Regions from separate parts of the Mus musculus genome. Here all the other regions are linked to region 1. A link is a contact called in public Micro-C and promoter capture Hi-C data. All regions are on one chromosome and are shown on one strand. The core of a region is the stretch at or near the end of the contact, and the rest is flanking DNA. Distances in the headings are between cores, read along the strand shown.

What was found. Promoter capture Hi-C pulls out the DNA fragments that hold promoters and counts their contacts. Hi-C and Micro-C count contacts between places; a contact is called where the count stands out from the background.
Region 2: a Micro-C map of embryonic stem cells shows a contact between it and region 1, with 5 times the contacts expected there. The contact joins the promoter of Rfx2 here to the promoter of Kdm4b in region 1. A contact is called at or near these places in 3 of 39 promoter capture datasets (cranial neural crest, erythroid cells and pre-B cells) and 2 of 484 Hi-C or Micro-C datasets (CD4 T cells and embryonic stem cells).
Region 3: a promoter capture Hi-C map of embryonic stem cells shows a contact between it and region 1. The contact joins the promoter of Catsperd here to the promoter of Kdm4b in region 1. A contact is called at or near these places in 21 of 39 promoter capture datasets (the 3T3-L1 cell line, 3T3-L1-derived adipocytes, the C10 cell line and 13 more), 1 of 15 datasets of contacts at CTCF or cohesin (the NIH/3T3 cell line), 2 of 484 Hi-C or Micro-C datasets (CD4 T cells and embryonic stem cells), 25 of 115 datasets of contacts at active chromatin or transcription factors (the 230-238 cell line, the HPC-7 cell line, bone marrow-derived macrophages and 16 more) and 3 of 9 other capture datasets (adipose tissue, embryonic stem cells and liver).
Region 4: a promoter capture Hi-C map of embryonic stem cells shows a contact between it and region 1, with 5 times the contacts expected there. The contact joins the promoter of Micos13 here to the promoter of Kdm4b in region 1. A contact is called at or near these places in 18 of 39 promoter capture datasets (the 3T3-L1 cell line, the C10 cell line, the HPC-7 cell line and 11 more), 1 of 15 datasets of contacts at CTCF or cohesin (the NIH/3T3 cell line), 4 of 484 Hi-C or Micro-C datasets (B cells, CD4 T cells, bone marrow-derived macrophages and 1 more), 23 of 115 datasets of contacts at active chromatin or transcription factors (the HPC-7 cell line, T-cell acute lymphoblastic leukemia, bone marrow-derived macrophages and 14 more) and 5 of 9 other capture datasets (adipose tissue, embryonic stem cells, liver and 2 more).
Region 5: a contact with region 1 is called in a promoter capture Hi-C map of neural stem cells. The contact joins the promoter of Fsd1 here to the promoter of Kdm4b in region 1. A contact is called at or near these places in 1 of 39 promoter capture datasets (neural stem cells), 1 of 484 Hi-C or Micro-C datasets (cerebellum) and 2 of 9 other capture datasets (adipose tissue and liver).
Region 6: a promoter capture Hi-C map of embryonic stem cells shows a contact between it and region 1, with 4 times the contacts expected there. The contact joins the promoter of Dus3l here to the promoter of Kdm4b in region 1. A contact is called at or near these places in 7 of 39 promoter capture datasets (the C10 cell line, cranial neural crest, embryonic stem cells and 3 more), 4 of 115 datasets of contacts at active chromatin or transcription factors (acute myeloid leukemia, bone marrow-derived macrophages, embryonic stem cells and 1 more) and 1 of 9 other capture datasets (liver).

What each region holds. Positions count from the first base shown.
Region 1 is chr17:56,324,427-56,327,334 of GRCm38.p6, forward strand. It overlaps Kdm4b (lysine (K)-specific demethylase 4B), which reads left to right and starts at 1,624. Exons shown (of 23, transcript NM_172132.3): 1 at 1,624-1,803.
Region 2 is chr17:56,829,557-56,832,374 of GRCm38.p6, forward strand. It overlaps Rfx2 (regulatory factor X, 2 (influences HLA class II expression)), which reads right to left and starts at 1,452. Exons shown (of 17, transcript NM_009056.2): 1 at 1,327-1,452.
Region 3 is chr17:56,626,529-56,629,748 of GRCm38.p6, forward strand. It overlaps Catsperd (cation channel sperm associated auxiliary subunit delta), which reads left to right and starts at 1,615. Exons shown (of 22, transcript NM_175350.3): 1 at 1,615-1,722. The coding sequence starts at 1,661. It overlaps Lonp1 (lon peptidase 1, mitochondrial), which reads right to left and starts at 375. Exons shown (of 18, transcript NM_028782.2): 1 at 1-375. The coding sequence starts at 345.
Region 4 is chr17:56,608,241-56,611,143 of GRCm38.p6, forward strand. It overlaps Micos13 (mitochondrial contact site and cristae organizing system subunit 13), which reads right to left and starts at 1,531. Exons shown (of 4, transcript NM_153152.4): 1 at 1,400-1,531; 2 at 606-783; 3 at 398-452. The coding sequence starts at 1,428. It also overlaps a transcript of Rpl36 not described here.
Region 5 is chr17:55,985,032-55,988,062 of GRCm38.p6, forward strand. It overlaps Fsd1 (fibronectin type 3 and SPRY domain-containing protein), which reads left to right and starts at 1,480. Exons shown (of 13, transcript NM_183178.2): 1 at 1,480-1,622; 2 at 2,712-2,807. The coding sequence starts at 1,608.
Region 6 is chr17:56,763,379-56,766,250 of GRCm38.p6, forward strand. Dus3l (dihydrouridine synthase 3-like (S. cerevisiae)) reads left to right here and starts at 1,373. Exons shown (of 13, transcript NM_144858.2): 1 at 1,373-1,563; 2 at 2,147-2,414. The coding sequence starts at 1,478.

The DNA.
Region 1 (2,908 bases), core at 374-2,873:
GAGTGTGTTTGTGTGTGTGTACTTGTATGTGTGCACTTGCACAGGTAGACATGTGCCACCTGTGGAGGTCCGAAGGACAAAGGACTCTTCCTCCACCCTGTGGGTCACACAAGTCATCTGGCTAGAAGGCAAGTTTACTGAGCTGTTTCACCTGAGACAGGGTCTTATGTAGTTGCCCTGGCTGGCCTCCAGCTCAATGTAACTAAAGATGATGGTGTAGTCCAAATTCTGAGTACATGGTGACTGGCGTGGGTGATGGCTGTTCTCTTTACATTGCACAATGAAGAGCAATGGAAACAATTCAAGACTCGTCTAGCTTGGAATAATTTATGTGTAACCTTGAGAGTTAGTGAATTAGCAACAGACTAGGGGGGTAGAACAAATATCTTGGGTGCACAAAGAACCTGCTCTAAGGAGGGTACTTTCCAGATGTTAGATATTAAAGTAGAAGGATTTCTAGTCTACCCCATAAAACAGGAATGTTGTCACCTCTGCTTGCTCAAGTATAGAAGCCGTAATGGTAGTTTGCAAAGCAGGCTCTGGATAAAAGAGCTTGCAGTGAAGCCTAACAACCCAGATGACAAACTCCAGAGTTGCCCTCTGACCTGTAGAGGTATATACCACACATATATACAAAATAATAAAAATTTAAAATTATAAATGCATATTGATGGGGATGATATCAGACCTTAACTAAATGCTCTTGAGTGCAGGGTGACTGGTGTGGTGATGCTGTTCCCTTCACATCGCACAATGAAGAGATGGAAACAATTGTGTGGAGCAGGGGCTTGGACACCTGTAGCTGGAATTTGGGTGCCCAGGCCTCCAATTTGCAATACGCTGAGCTAGAGAGTAGGACCTAGGACATTTTGAGAAGTAGATAATTGAATCCTCTTCCACTGAGTTATTGCAACGCTTTCCATGGGTACAGCTATCAGTTCAAGGTGGGGGGTGGGGTGGACCAAGTCGCGCACGTTTTAGGGAACTCATGAACGTTTGGGGAGGGCAATATGGAACGCTTTTGAGATCCTCTTACCCTAGTTCGGCCTTTTGCAAAGCTGGGCTCAAATTCTGACTCTAGATCTAGAACTACTGGGTTTCGAACCACTGTCTCCGGACCCAGAGCTGATGTTGTGCAGGAAATCACGTACTCAGCAGCCGCCCGATCACAGGGTGGAGTCTGGAGCAGCAAGACAGCGATTGACATTCAGTCGCAACCATTCGGCACCCAGAGACCGGTACCAAACACCAATCCGCGTTTGTCTCAGTAAAGTCTGAGAACGCGCTTGTCAATCTGCGTGAGCTCGGGGCTATCCTACACCCGACCGCAGCCGGATTGGCTGTGTGCATCTTGACGGGCATGCTTCGTACCCACTGAAAGCTGAGCCGGTCACTAGGCACGTGAGTGGGTGCCGGCACGTCCTCGGGGTTGGACCAATGAAGGGAAGAAATCGAGTGCCTGCTCCCGCCCCAGGTCGCGGAGGGCGGGGCCGCTCGGTGTTGATGAGGGGAGGGGTGGAGCTGTCAGCCGCCACCAATCAGCGTGCGGGCGTGGGCTGAATGCCCAATGGCGGCCGAGTAGGAGCCGTCGCCCCGCCCCTCTGAAGCTTCGCCTCCCCGCCCCGGGCTCTTGCTGAGGGCTCGGCCGCGAGCGAGCGAACCATCGAAGGAGCAAAGAGACCGGGCGAAGCTCGGAGCCCAGTGGCCGGGGCGAGCGAGTGAGGGCCGGCGGGGGCGACGCGAGACGGCCGGGCACGCGCCGCTCAGCCTGCTGTCTGCGGCCCGGGCCGCGCGTTGCGCCAGGTGAGTGAGTGTGCGATCCGTGGCGGCGCTCAGCAGCTTCCAGGCCCCTTTGGGGGGCCGCGCGGCCGCCATGCCTGCCCCCACGCCGCACCTTGGGCCGCCGCGCGCACTCCAGGCCGAGGCTTTGGCTGCGGCCTACTCGGCTCCTCAGGGCGGCGGAGTACGCCGCGCTTTTGTCCGTTCGGGCGAAGCTGCTGTTTGTTGATCGACAAAACGATTGTGTGCCTGGGAAAGGAGGGTGTGTTTTTTTGGGGGTGGGTGGGGGGGGTTGACGATGGGGCCGGACAAAGGCGGGGCGGGGGCGGGGCGCCGCGTCCCCTTTCCAGGGCACAAAAGATGACAGCGTGGGTGGCCCGGTCCAGCCATCCCTTCAACAACCCCAAATCCTTAAAAATAAAAAACCCACTCCAAGTCCCTGCTCCCCGCCGCTTGCATTTTGGTTCCCTTTGGTTTGGAGCTGTCCCCTCCAAACACTCACCCATCATGGCCTTGCAAACTTGACCCCCGCATGTCCAGAATCTGTAAATCACCATATAATCTGCATTTTAAAAATGAAAATAAATAGTACACGTATCTGCTATTGCAATGGCAGCCTTTCCACCTCGCTTCTGTACCCTGGTCTCTTTGCTTTCCAGCTCCCTTCTTTCTGTAAGCCATGAAATGTGCAGTTTTCCGCGTGCACACTAGTCCAGGGCATCCCGGCAGACAGGGAAGCTTGGCAAAGCTGGGGACAGCTGGGGGTGGCTTTCCTACTGCCATATCCTGGGGGGTTTTGGGGGTTCTGTTAGGGGTTTCGGTCAGCCAGCTGAGAGTATAAGGGATTCCAGGTTTGCAGATTTGATGCTGTAACTGGTGCGGTTTGGCCATTACGGTTCGGGCATCGCGGTTCCTTGTCCCATCTGTCTGAAAGGGGGGGGGGCGGGGCGGAGGATGGCATCGCTTTAATAATTAACACCTGGGGAAGTGTCTTGCCGGAGTAGTTGCTAGTTTTTTTCAACTATGGAGAGGATGGATCCGGTATGTTTCAAAAAGCAAAAAGAAAGAGTGTATCTTTCCCTGTAACCAAGTGGGATTTGCTCAGCCTGCAGCCTGGTGCCAGCACCTT
Region 2 (2,818 bases), core at 202-2,701, 500 kb after region 1:
GCAAGCCAGGGCTGGAGGAGTGGGGGTCATCAGGGTCAAGAGAGGCGAGTGGTGGTTATGATTACAACACATTATACACACAGGAGAAGGCCACACTTATGTACATGCTAATAAAGTTACATTTATTAACACTCAATCGTTGTAGGATTTTTCCTGGGGGACCTGAGTACCGGAGTGTTCCGGAGACGTACTAAAGTAGGGGTGAAGTCTCAGGAGAGACAGCGGTCCCAGCTGTTTCTTGGTGCGTTCCCCGCCCCAACTCCCCTCCCCGCCACCCTAGGGGGCTCTGTCCGGAACCGAGCTCTCTAGGGTCCAAGGAAACAACCGCAGCCCTAGCGAATCCCAACTGCGAACTCGGATATGACCCATGGAAAGGGGCGAGGAAGACAATCCGGTGTTTTGGGATGTGCTGCCTGTGCACAGGAGGGCTGCGCACGCACTCTCCCGGCCTCCTGGATCTTCCTACAAACGGTTCACACAATATTTTCCTTCGGGAAAGTTTTCTAGATTGGGGATCTCGGCAAAGAGGACGCTATGGGTGCGCTTGAGCTTCCCGGAGCGGCATGGTAAAGGACCCCCAAACGCAGCGGTGTCGGGTTCCAGGGGAGAGTGGTCCGAGGATTTGGGGCGCCGGGGGTATTTGGGATGGGCAAGAAAACGCGAAGGGAGGAGTTCCTTCCAGAACAGAACAAACGCAGTGACTATTTTGGTCAAAGCACAAGAAAACGGTGCCGGAGCCCCCAAATCCTAAGTCAAGAAGGAAACCCGAGGGTCAGAACTATGAGGCAAGCAGAAGAGTACCCTCGGAGTTAAGTACATGGATAAAAGCCAGAACCCCGATTTCATAAGTATAAAAGGGAGACGGTGCCTCTGGGTTTTCAGACTTGGACGAGAATGGCTGGCTCTGTGGGAGCCCCCAACTCAGGTTTTAGGGGGATGACAGCAAGGAGCGGGTTTGGGGCAACTCCAATTCAGGCTTTGGGAGTAGTCAAAGAGAGGACTGACTAGTTTGAGGGCGCCTCCGAGTTTCAGGTGTTGTGGAGTAAGAGACAAGGAGGGGTCTTCTGGAGTCCCCGCTCCTCAAAGTCAGATTTAGTGCGTCAAAGGCGAGAAGAGATCGCTTCACTTTACAAACTTTTGAGAGTGTGAGAGGGGTTCCACCCAGCCCAGGGCTCCCCCAAATCAGAGGCGCCTATCAGGATTGGATGAGGTTGGCGTCTGCAAAGTTGGGGCGCCGGGTCCGGCCGCGCCCGCCCCCGCGACCCCCCTCCAGCGGGGTCCCCCCCCCCTCCGCCACCGCCCCCTGCCCCGGCCCGCACCGCTCACCTGGAGTTCGGCAGGGAGTTCCGGTAGCGGCTCCCGCGGCGTCGGCCGCTGCGTGTCGCTCCGCGTTGGTAAGTAACAGTCTCCACGGCTACAGTCTCTATGGCGGCGGCGGTGGCGGCGCCGGCCGCTCCTCCTCCGGCTCCCGCCGCCCTCCCGCCCGCCCGCAGCGCCCGCCCGCAGCAGGCGCCCGCCCGCCTCAGCCTCGCGCTGCCCTCACGGGGCGGGGCGTTGCGCCCGGCAACGGTTACCAAGCTGCACGCCCCGCCCCCTCCAACGGCCCGCCCATGCCCGCCTCCAACGGCCTCGGGGAGGGCGGGCGATCTCCCCATTGGCTTTCATAGTGCCCGTCAGAGGTGAAGGGGCAGGTCCTTGGGTAGAATACCAGCCAATCGCTGAGAAGGAGGGCGGGGCCTGGCGGGAGGCGCGCGGCTCCCGGGAAGGGTTGGCTCTAAGGAGGTGCGCGAGGGCCCACTGGTGGCAGTGCGTGTTTTGCGGAGTTACGGTGATTCCGCTAGACCGGAGGCGCTCACCGTCTAAGGGGAGCAGCAGACTCTGGCCTTGCGCCTGCTCTTTCATGGTCCACAAACTGAAAACTTTTTTTTTAAAGATTGTTGTCTATGCGTGTGCATGCAATGCGCATGAAGACCCGAAGAGAGCGTTGGATCGCCCTGGAACCAGAGTGACCGTCTGCTATGAGCCGCCTAATTGAGCAGGGACCGATCCCGGGTCCTCTGCAAGAGCAGAAGCCTCCTCTCCAGCGCTTCTCCTTTTTTTTTTTTTTTTTTTTTTTTTTTTGAGCCGGTGTCTTGTATACACTCACTACACCGCTTAAGCTGGCCTCCAACACCTGATTTTCCTGGCTCCATCTCCTAGTGCTGGGATGATGGGTGTGTGTTCACCAGTCCTGGCTAAGCTGACAACTCCTCACCCACCCCATCTCGCTTCTCTGTCCTCTCTGGTTCATATATATATACAGGTCTCAATGTGGACTCTTCATAAAGCTTATATTTTGGTGGGATGACACAAACAGAATGAAAAGTTAACGCAAAAGGAAAGGTTTAAACCCAGAGACCCAAGTGCGGAGGAGCTGTCAGACCATAGCTCCATTCATTCATTCATTCATTCATTCATTGAACGTCCAATTGCACCAGTGAACATGGGTAATTTGGGCTTATGTGCCCAAAGCGGTGAGTCAGGGTCTTGCTAAGTAGTCCAAGCTAGACTAGATTCCCACTATGTAGTCCAAGTTAATGTTCTTTTTGTCTTAGGTCCTTGACTACTAGGGTGAGAGGCAGGTGCCACCAAGCATTTGTGCACAGTCTAACTCATGAAATCCTGAACTTAGGCCGCGAGAAAGGCAGTAGACGCTGCCTCTAGGACTGGAGTTTCCAAAATAAATATATTGGAGCAACTGGAAGCCTGGTGCCACAACACCACTTTGTTGGCTGCCTACACTACAAAGCTAGTGTCCGGTCCCCATCCCCCACCCCCA
Region 3 (3,220 bases), core at 365-2,864, 300 kb after region 1:
GATGAGCGGCAGGTGAGGAAACACATCCGGGACGGTCATGGGCGCGAGCGCTGTGACGACCGGGCCTTCCCCGGTGCTCGCCGTGGCCCCGTCCTCCGCACCGCCCTCGGAGGTCTCGTCGCTGCCACCGCGGTTGCCCGAGTCCCACAGCCCCCGCCACTGGACCCCGCCGGGAAGAACGCGGCCGCCCCAGGGAGCTGACATGTCGCAGGCCCGACATCCTCGGCGCAGCCACGACCCGGACGCGCTCGGGACCCGGCCTCCGGTGACAGCCAGCAGCGGCCGCCGCAGAACCCAGCACCGCGCAGCGGCCCAGAGCCGCACGTAGCCTGTGCTCGCCGCCATGGAACAGCCATACTGACGGCGCACCGCACTTACGTCATCTCTGCTCGCCCCCCGTTTGCGCACGTGATGACGCTCGCGTGCTTCGGGCTGGAGAGGCGGAGCTTGAATAAGGTGAGTGAGTGGGCGTGGTCAGAGGGAGACTGGGTTTGGGGATGGGAGGGCGGAGTAGGGGCGTGGTTCAAGGCTCAGAGCGGGGCTTGGAGTTGGACGGCAAGGGGGCGTGGCCCGATGAAGGATGTTCTAGAGAGGACTTTGAGGATCTGGATGAAAAAGTGAGAGGTGTAGTAAGCTTGAGGAAACATGACGGAGAAAGCAGGACTGGTGTGTGGTCCGAATGGGGGGCGCTCCACCAGGCAGGGATTGGAGGAACTGGAATCAGGGATATGGCCGAAGGCGGGCTCAAAGGTCGGGGCTTGACATAGGGGCGTGGCCAGAGCGGTGACTCCAGACTGGAGCTTGTGCGGAGGGGGCGGGGGGCATCGCTCTAGGAAGGGGGCCTGGAAGAAGCGTGGCCCCTCCCAGTTCCTACAACTACTGGTTTGTCCTGTCCAAGCTGTACCTTAGTACTGCGTTCTGTTTTTCTACTGCCATCAAAAAGGTTTTACAGGGTAAATTCTGTGTTCTGAAGGCATCGGAAGAAAAGTACAGCGCACCCCTCCTTTAACTTTAGTCTTTTCAGCGTTCTTTGTTGATACACAACAACAGGTTTTACTACATCTCCCTACGCAGTTGGTGGCATCTTCACTCCACACTGGAGGAGGCGTGCTTGGAGGGCTTTTGCCTCTCGTATAGTATGCATGCTAAAGGCCGTGCGCAGGTGCGCCTGCTCAGCGTTGCCTTTGTTGTCAGTGGTCCGTGAGGCACTTACCAAAACACTGAAGCTTCCAGGACACGTCCCAAGAGACCCGTGTGCATGCTCCGGCTCCACAAAGCAGGGAGTGGATTGATGCATGCCCAAAGCTCTGCTTCCACACCCACGTGTGCTCATGCTAGTGCTGTGGTGACCTCCTTGAAGTTTGGGCATGCTTTGGATTTTGACTTATGGATCTGGGAACCTGGGTGTAATTTTCAGGTTTGAAATGTGCGAGCTCTGCTTCCATATTGCGCATGCCCACTCCTTCCAGTTTCCTCTGCGTAGACCTAACCGGGCTTTTGTCCGACACGTCCAAAAGGTCCTGCTAGTGGCCTTCTTACCTGGTGCGCGTGCCCAGACAAGAGGCGGGTAGGAGAGAAGCGGCCTAACCTCACGCATGCTCAGACACTTTCTCAAGCTTGGCGGTTGAAGAGCAGTGTTAGCTGTGGAGAACCAGGCAAGATGCTGGTGTTGATGCTAGCAGCAGCAGTGGCCACCATGGTCAGGGCTCACACACTGTGCCGGTACAACTGCCTAACTGGGTTGGATTGCTGCTGGGAGGTTTTTTTTTTTTTTAAATGATATTTCAATTTTATTTTTTTTATTTATATGAATACACTGTAGCTGTCTTCAGACGCACCAGAAGAGGCCATTAAATCCCATTACAGATGGTTGTGAGCCACCATGTGGTTGCTGGGAATTGAACTCAGGACCACTGGAAGAGCAGTCAGTGCTCTTAACCACTGAGCCATCTCTCCAGCCCTGCTGGGAGGTTTATGACAGGAGGAATGGGGCTGGTTCTTGTTGGAGCCCAGGCATACCCTCCAGCCCAATTGTAGAAATCAAATTTGGCATATCTCTCCCAAGCAAATCACTAAAATCCATTTCTGGGTGTGGAGCCAGGGCTTTGGACATGCGTCAAACCTAAGTTCCTTGTGCAGTCTGCAATCTGTCCCACCATCCATCCCTACCTGGCTCAGCAGCAGTGCCATGGGCTGTTGAGGCTGAGTGCATGTTGGGAAGTATGCTGTGCTTAGTGCCATGGTGAGCAGTGTCTCTGATCGCTAACATGCAAGTATGTCTCTGTATGCCCTCCTCCTTCCCACTTTTCTCCCCGGAGGTCACCAGCCTGAGGGGACAAAAGGGGCAGAGGTGGAGAGGAGGGTTCAGACAGCCATGAATATGGACAAAATGATCTCTGGAGACTACTGCAGTGGGATGTCTGCTGTATTCTTCCAGGGATGAGAGCGTATTTAAGGGCTTTTTGGTTTGGTTTTGGGGGTTTTTTTGGTTGGTTGGTTGGTTGGTTGGTTGGTTTTGGTTTTTTCAAGACAGGGTTTCTCTTTATAGCCCTGGCTGTCCTGGAACTCACTTTGTAGACCAGGCTAGCCTCGAACTCAGAAATCCGCCTGCCTCTGCCTCCCGAGTGCTGGGATTAAAGGCGTGTGCCACGCCCGGCTTTAAGGGCTTTTTTGAGGGGTACAGGTGGAAAGGGCCAATGGGTCATGTGGGTGGGAAGCCAGAACAGGCTGTGTGTGCTGAGTTCTGCAGCTGGTCACTTTTCAGAGGCCAGCCACCTGTGTTTAAGGACACTGTCCAAACAAAGACAGGAAGAGACAGGGAAGCCCTGCTGAGAAAGGAAAAGTCTCCCACTTTTGGTGCCCAGCTCAGAAAGCCATCCTGTCGTGGAGGCTGCTAACTAACTGTCCCCTGGGGACCTCAGTTCTTAAGCCCTGAATTCTAGATTATCATCACTGGAGTTCAGCAAGGCAGTCCCTTGCTGTGAGTTTTGCAGCCAGCCTGTGCAACATAGCCGGATCTGTGTCTGAATACAATGCCTTACCTCAACCTCCCAAGTGGCTCATCACACCCAAAAGGCAGTTGTTTGCTACAAACCAGAAAAAAAAAAAAAAAAAAGCTCACCAACAACAAAGTAGGGAAACTTAAGAAATACTTGTGAAAAGTAATTGCTGGTGTGGCTTGAGCTGGAGTTCGCTGGGCTGAGGGCTGACCCACCTGGTG
Region 4 (2,903 bases), core at 281-2,780, 280 kb after region 1:
CCTACAAACACCATGCCTGATTTATGGGGTGCTGACGACAGGACCCAGAGCTTTATGCATGCTAGGAAAGATCTTTACCACTGATCTACAACCCCAACCCCTTAGGGTTTTTTTAAGTATTTTGTTTTTCCTATTTTTGAGAAAGGATGTCCCTGTGTAGTCCTGGCTATAGATCAAGCTGGCCTTGAAACTACAATTTTCCTGCCTCGGCCTCCCAAATACTAAAGTCACAATCATGGGCCACCATACCCAGTCCTTTCTACTTAGTTCCATAGGTGATATACAGGCACACAAACAGGAAAACATGGAGGAGTAGAAAGGGTCAATGAGGTAAACAGGGCTGGGAGAGAGGCTGGGGTGCCCAGGCATCCCCCCAAGCAGGGGCATAGGGGCCTACCTGAGTTCCAGGAATCACGGAAGTTTGGAAATTTAATCTTTGGAGGGGTTGGGAGCTGGGAAGAAAGAGGAACACGGGCTGACACGGGAAACAGGTCACAGCCTTGTCTCCCAAACCCAGAAACACAAAACTCCACCAAGCAGGGGTGGAGGAGGCCCCAAGGACACCCAGAAGCAACCTGTAGGCCACCCACTCCCAGCCAAGGTACCTGTGGCATCTCCAGACCTGTCTGCTGGCACACATATTGGCTGAACTGGTACATTGCTGGTGGCACAACCTCCTCGGCCTTCCGCAGGGCAGCCTCACTCTTGTCACTAGGCCCCAGCAGCTCCTGGTCATAAACAAGGTAGACTGCTCCTCCAGCCACACTTCCCTTAATGAGGAACCTTCAGGAATACATGAAGGGAGACGCTGTGGGGGGCAGGATCTCAGAGATCAGACAGTTGATCATTTTTTGTTGTTGTTGTTTTGTTTTTCGAGACAGGGTTTCTGTGTAGCCCTGGCTGTCCTGGAACTCACTCTGTAGACCTGGCTGGCCTCGAACTCAGAAATCCGACTGCCTCTGCCTCCTAAGTGCTGGGATTAAAGGCGTGTGCCACCACTCCCGGCCAGTTGATCATTTCATTTGCCTTTGTGACACGACTTTTAGCAGTAAACGGAGTCTTAAAGAGAGACAGGGTGGGTCATTCGAAACCCTGCAAAGGATAATGGACACTCAAGATCCCTGGTACAAAACCTTCCAGGGTGTCTGGCGGAGCTTCCCCGCAAGTTACTCAAGTCAGCTACGGAGGGAGATGGGCAGGATTGCCTACGCATCTGAATTGCACCTAAGAGTAAATTGAAGCAGTAGGGTGATAAGGGCTGGCTGAAGCCAGTTTCCCTACACAGACCGTGAGAAAGGTCCGTAACAACCGGAAGTGAGCCGTCGCAGGACCCTAAGCCACGAGGCAGAGATGCCTACAGCCCCGAACTTTCTCAGGGCCTCCACGATTGTCCACGCACCTCATTAGCGACCACACTCGAGCCACCATGGTTAGTCTCTCGCTTCACTCGCCGCGCAAGGACAAGTAATTCGCCCGCCGCTTCCGGTTGGTGTCGCTGCTGAGACTCCTGGGAAATGTAGTGGTCGCTGTCAGCCGCAATGGAGTTAGACTCTTGTAGGTCGAGGTCCGTGGCTGCCGCAATTCTTTCTGGGAAATGTATTAGTTAGGCGGAAGACCAAAGAAGGGCTAGGCCGCGAAGGCTCCTGGGAAATGTAGTCTGGAGGCACGACAGAGACGAGCCCTCGGAAGACACTGGTCGGATTCCCCGCGCCCGCGCGGAGAATTGAGTGTCCCCCAGGTGAAGCAAGCCTAAGTGATGGTTACCACGGCAACGCGAGGGCTGGATTGTTCCAGAGAAGCAGGCCTTTGGTTCACGTGAGCGGTTAGGGGTGTGGCTCTAACCTAGGAAGCTTGGAGAGGCTACAGATGGCCTGTGAGATGGACGCTTGCCAAGGTTGTTGACTTGCCAAGGCCAAGGCGCTGGAGGATCCCTGCCGGGTAGAAGTCTTGGGGTCATGTGAGAACGGGTTGGCGGTGGGTGGTCCGGAGTACAAGGAGCCACACTGGGGTGCGAAGTGCCGCAGGAGGGGTTAGCGGCCAAGTGGACATCATGTAGATCCCTGTTCGGTTGCAAGGTGAGCTTGAGCAGATGTGCACCATGGATGCATGGATGCCTTGTAATTGTCTATGGAGACCTATTGTCCTAATTACTTCTCAGTTGTCCTGACAAAGCACCATGGCCAAGGCAACTCAATAGAAGGAAAAGTTTTCTGCTTCCAGTTTCAGAGGACCATGACCATCGTAACGCGGAGCATGACAGCAGGCAAACCGGGATGGCGCTGGAGCAGCAGCTGAGAGCTTACATTGTGGCTCATAAGCTGAAAGAGACTACAGGGTATTGTGTGGGCTTTTGAAACCTTAAAGTCCACACCACTGTCACCCCTGCCCCAAGAAAACTTATCTCCTAATCCTTGCCAAACAGTTCTACCAAATGGGGACCAAGCATTCAAATACATGAAACTGTAGGGGTCATTCCGATTCAACCATACACAAGACCCCCCCCACACACAACTTTATTTCTTTATTACTTATTTTTGTGTTGGGTTTGGTTTGGTTTGCCTTTGGTTGGTTATTGTTTGCTTGCTTGTTTTGAGGCAAGGTTTGTCTAACAGTCCTGGCTGTCCTGGAACTCACTTTGTGGCCCAGGCTGGCCTCGAACTCACAGCTCTGCCTGCATCTGCCTCTTAAGTGTTGGTATTAAAGTGTGTTCCACCATCACCCAGCTTTGTGGGTTTTTTTCTTTTTTAGACGGGGTCTTATTCTTTGTACGTGATTGGTCTGGAACTCATATGGACCAAAGCTGAATTCTCCTGCCTGGGCCTCCTCATTCCTGCTTTTACAGACATGTCCAGTGTCTATGGTGACATTTTCTCCTTTTCACCCAGAACTAAAATAAACCAACC
Region 5 (3,031 bases), core at 230-2,729, 340 kb before region 1:
ACTCCCAGCACCCACATGGCAGCTCACAACTATCCATAACTCCAGTTCTAAGGAATCTAATACCTTCACACAGGGTAGCCTTGGCTACACGTGGAGTATAAGGCCAGCCTGGGCAACATAAGTTAGGAATCCCCTGTCTAAGTTCCGGGGTCTCAAGTCTTTCCCTTGTTGCAGTCTGCAGTTCTGGGCATGGGGCTAGGCCATGTCAGCAGAATTCTGTGGTAACTTTGGGGTCACACAGGTAATAACCATCAGTGTCACCGCTGTTGCCATTGTGCCGGGTGTGGTGCGCACACCTTTAATCCCAGCACTCGGGAAGCAGAGGCAGGGAGTCTCTTGAGTTGCAGGCCAGTCTGGGCTTTAGAGAGAGAGACCTCCTCTGGTAGGAAAATCAAGTCACCCTGTTCTCAGTCAAACCATAAGGGCAGCTGTAACTCCTGGTGGGCAGTGAGTGCACAGACATCCCCAGCCAATTATGCCATCTTCATTCCCGCTGGAAGGTTAGGACCTCTCTGTGAATGAAGTGGTCTTAACCTGTCCAGGCCAAGTCTGCCTCTTACAGGTTCTCATGGCCACCTGCAAGGTCTGGGCAGAAGCGGAGGCTTTGAGTGGTGAGTGGTTCTCACAGTCAACTTCCAGCCTCAGCCCCACTCTGGGGTCAGTGGCCAATACTGTAATAGTTGACCAAGAGAGTTGTCTCATACCCAATCACAACCATGACCTATTTTCTTAGGAGTGGGGGGAGGGCAGTGTTTAAAGACCCTGGGGTTGATGAAGCCCCAGGCTGGTGGTCCTCAACCTTCCTAATGCTTGAACCCTTTAATATAGTCCCTCATGTTGTGGTGACCCCCCACCCATAAAATTTTTCATTGCTACTTCATACCCATAATTTTGCTACTGTTATGAATCATAACGTAAATATTTTTGTTTTCCAAGGGTCTTAGGCGATCCCTGTGAAGAAGTCATTTGACCCCAATGTGGTTGAGAAACTCTGCCTCAGCCTTTGCCGGGCTAATAGCAGATGAACTCTTTAGATAAATATGTCTAGCCCTGAAGAGCAAGGGCTGGTAGAAAGGTTTCTAGGGGAAGATACAATCTGAGGCTTTGGGGGATGTATAGGACCTTGTCTCACTGTGCGACCATAATGGCTCTATTCTGGTTGGTTGTACAAGCAGTAAGTGGCAAGCATGTGGGCCACCGAAGGACAGCTCTCAGGGTAGGAAAGGGTGGGCACCCTGGGTGCCAATTTGAATAGCAAACCGGATCAATCTGAGGTGAGTAAGGGATAGTCCTGAGTTCACAAGACAGGATAAGAGGCCAAACTCAGATATCCTGCCTTCCGCCTGAGGGCTTCCTCATCCCTCCCAGTATTACACTGGGATAACCCAAGCTCCGGAGGAAGACAACTACATTTCCCAAGCAGCGCCGGTCGCTCGCGCATGCGTAGTACATGTAGTGATGGAGCGCTGAGCAGGGGGCGCGGCGGCGGAGGCGGCGAGGGCACGGAAGGCTAGTTGGCTGCTGTCTGCGTCCAAGGAACTTTAAGGGTTTGGAGAACCAGCTGAAGGGGACCCGCGGCCAGGCCAAGGCAACAGGGGGCTGCAACTATGGAAGACCAGAGGGTAGGACCTGGAGAAATGCAGGGATTGGGAACAGGGAGGGGACCAGGTGATGCCGCAGCGCCCCTCCCCCCGCACGGGCCGCCCGCACAGCGGCTCCTGTTAACACGCAGACCCCCTACCTCTCCTCCCCGCTCCTGCCCTCCCTCAGCATCTCGTCATCCTAGCCTGGGATCCTAATCCACCCCACAGGTCACCAACCCAAGCTACGCAGGGCCCAGCCCCACCACCCTGGGTGGGAACCGGCTTCTGGTGTCCTCCACCTGCTTTCCCAGAGGATCCTCCTCTCCTTGCCCAGTCCTTCACAAGCAAGACCTTCCAGCTGCCCAAGTGAAACCCGTCCACTTCCCAGGCGGACCCCTGCCTATCACGCCTCTCCCAGGAGAAGTTTGTTTCTCCATATACTCAGTTGGACTCTGGGACTCGCCTTGCCCAGACTACTCTCTCGGTGCAGCTCACCTTCAGCTTTAAAGATGCACCTACTGGCCTGGGTTGCTGGTGGTACACTCCTGTGTCCTATCCTCTAGAGGTAGAGGCAAGAGGTAGATGTTAGTTCAAGACTAGCCTAGGCTACACAGTGAGACTCTGTCTCCAAAACTGAACAAGGAGCTGTGGAGGTGTCTCAGTGGGTAAAGTGTTTGCTATGCAAATGTGAGAACCTGAGTTCAAGTTCCCAACGCCCACGTAGGAAGCTAGTTTAGTGTGTAGCTGCATACACTACAGCCCCAGCCCTAGGGACACGGACACAGGAGGATCCCTGGGGCTCGATGGCAGCTGGCCTAGACCAGGCTCACTGAGAAACCATACTCAAGTAATAGGTGGACATTGAGAGAGGAAGACAGCCAACATTGACCCCTGGCCTCCACATGCATGTGCATGCATACATATGTGCACACACACACACACACACACACACACACACACCCAAAGTCAAAACCAAATAAGCTCAGTGCTCAAAGTCTGTCCCTGAGAGGCTCTGTGGGCTCCAGTTTTCTTCTCTACTATGGGAATCTCACAGCCTCACATCAGACCTGTATTCCTGGAGGACAGCGCTCCCCCAACCTGCTGCCCCATGTTCCTTCTGTCCCCCAGGAGGCGCTAAGAAAAATCATCACTACCCTGGCCATGAAGAATGAGGAGACGCAGACCTTCATCTACTCCCTGAAGCAGATGTTGCTGAATGTAGAGGTGAACAGTCTGCTCCTGTCTGCAGATGTGGGTGCAGGGGAGAGGCCAGGAGGCACCCCTCTGTCTGCTGGGGACTCTCCACACCTTGGTTTCCCCGTCTGCATAGCCCTTGCCTTTTCTTTTGTGAGATGGGGTTTCTCTCTGCAGCCCTTGCTGGCTCAAGACTTGCTCTATAGAGCAGGCTAGCTTGGAACTCAAAGAGATTCACCTGCCTCTGCCTCCCC
Region 6 (2,872 bases), core at 123-2,622, 440 kb after region 1:
TTGCCTTGCACAGAAGAGGACGGAGTTGCTTTGAGGAAGGGATCTTGTTTCTGTCGTTGCCCTTTGCAGCCCTGTTTCTTCCAAGAGCGTGTCCTTATCACAACCCAATTGTAGACGCTACAAAGGAGCCTCAGCCTTAAAATGCATTGTTATTCCCATCTTGCCCAGTAGGGACGGTAGAGAGCAATGGCGCAAACAGGGTGCTATTGTGGTCTAAGGCTAATTAATCGCTTTACCTCTCTGGGCCTGTTTCCCCTTATGTTATACAACCAGCAGAGTCTAGTTCGTGCGTTGCGGGACAGCCTGGGCTACAGGGTGAGACCCCCATCTCCATGAATTAAATAAATTTAAATACTGATTGGTTTGACTTGGCTTTGGTTGAGACATGTAGCTCAGGCTGGCCTCAAACACCAGGACTGCCAGGGCTATACAGAGAAACCCTGTCTCGACCCCCTCCCCCCCCCCCAAAAAAAAAAAAACCAAAACAAAAACAAAACACTACCTCCCGATCCACCCAAGTGCTGTTCTTACATGTTTAAGCACATTTTTATTAAAATAGTAATTGCAGGATCGGAGAAGTGCCTGATGTCAGGCTCAAGGGGCTGAGTTCAATCCCGGGACCGACATGGGGATGCAGGGACCCCCGCCCCCCATTGTCATATGACCTCCACATAAGGGTGACACACAGGAGACCCACACACACACAATAGATGAGTAAATGTCACTTTCAAAGTAACGCTGGCACACACCTTTAATCCCAGCACTTGGGAGGCAGAGGCAGGAGGATTTCTGAGTTTGAGGCTTGCCTGGGCTACATAGTGAGACGCTGTCTCAAAAAAAAAAAAAAAAAGAAAAAAGAAAAGAAAAGGCAGTACAATAAAAATAATTCAAATTGCCACGCGTTTATGGGCCACAGTGGCTCACGAAGGGCACTGTCAAAGGACAGCGTGTCCCCGTGAAGTCATTTGATCCTTCAAAGCTGTTGGTATTTTTTGTTTGTCTTCTGAGACACGGTTTCTCTGAGTAGCTCAGGCTGTTCTGGACCTCACTCTATAGACCAGGCTGGCCTCGAACTCATGATTCACCTGACTCGATCTCCCCAGTGCTGGGATTAAAGGCGTGCGCAACACCGCTCGGGCTGCGGTTTTTTATTATAAAATAACAGACTCGTTTGTAAAAGGGACAGAAGCAGAGTAGGTGAGTGTGAGCTGCACCCACACCCACACCCCCAGATTCACTTCCACGGATCAAGAGTGACCCACGGATGACCGACAAGAACCCCTCCGGGACCCTTGAGCACTTCCGTTTCCTGCGCAGCCTTGGCCCCCCCCCCCCCCGCCCCCACGGTCGTGCGCACGCGCGCCTTAGCAGCATTGCTGTAGTCTGAGCGTGCGCATTTCTTTCTGTAGGCTCCAGAGGACACGAGCGACCCGGAAGACTTTCCTGCCACACTCCAGAGCTGGTGTGAGGGGCATCGATGGCGGAGACGGCAGCGGAGAGCGGTGGTGGCGGTGACTCCGGGGTTGGCGCGTGCGAACGGGGGGTGGCGCCCATTAAAGCTCAGTGAGTCGCTGGCGCCCGTCAGCGAAGCTGATGTGGCCTTCCCGGCGTCCGTGGCGGGTGCGAGTGGTGCATGCTGGGAGGTGTGGCGGCATCCTGGAGAGCGGCATCCCGGAGGCGCCAAAGTCTTTACCTACCTTCTGCTGACACACGAGTGTAACATGTGTTGGTTGTCACAAGCCATGAGGCCGGCTGTGCACATAGGCAGCTTTGGGGAACCAGAAGCAGGGCCCGAGGTGCATGGTGGGGCTTGTAGTCTCCACGAGGGAAAAAAAAATGGCTCGCAGCGAAAGACCTGGGAAGGGTGGTAGCTTGAGTCTCGCTGCCAAGCATGCTGGGGTTTGTAGTTCCTTCGTAGCCTACCAAGGATATTGATATTTGTGTGTCGCAACCCTTAAGGCAATTCAGTTCTCAGAGCAGAGACACAAATGGCTCCTTCAAGTGTAAAACAGGTGTCCCCGTGGCACTGGGTGAAAACTGGCTGGTTCTAAGTAGGGAAAGCTTCCTGCAAGCAGGAGCACGTGAGCTTGGCATTAGCCCCCAAGCCCCTTTCCCTGTGCACATCGAGCCTCTCCCGCTCTGGCAGGTACCGCACAACCAAAGAACGGTTCCACGAATATCTGGATGGAGACAAGCAGGAGGGTGCATGCCAGGAAGTGCCCACAGGAGACCCAGCTGAGCCAGGGGCCAAAAGAATTCGCCTGGAAGATGGGCAGGAAAATGGGAAGACAGAGGTGGCAATTGAATCCCGTGAAAGGCAGGTGCCCAAGAGGGCCCGTGGCCAAAACAAAAGCCGGCCCCATGTGAAGCCAGCACACTACGACAAGGACAGGCTCTGCCCGTCCTTCCTCCAGGTGAGGGGTGGCTCTACAGGCTTGGCTTAAAGTCTGAAGATGCTGTGCTGTGACAAATATATATGACCCTTGACCTACAGGGACTCGACCTAGTAGTGCCTTGCCTTGGCCCCTGGTGCTGCCTTCAAAGTCATTGACCCTCAGCCTATCTACACATCACACTTGAATTTATTTATTTTTGGTTTTTTTGAGACAGGGTTTCTCTGTGTAGCCCTGGCTGACCTGGAACTCACTCTGTAAACTAGGCTGGTCCTGAACTCAGAGAGCACTCCCAAGTTCTGGGATTAAAGATGTGCTCAGCTATTTCAATTTACCTTTTTTTTTTAAAAAGATTTATTTATTTATTTATTTATTTATTTATTTATTTATTTATTATATGTAAGTACACTGTAGCTGTCCTCAGACACTCCAGAAGAGGGAGTCAGATCTCGTTACAGATGGTTGTGAGCCACCATGTG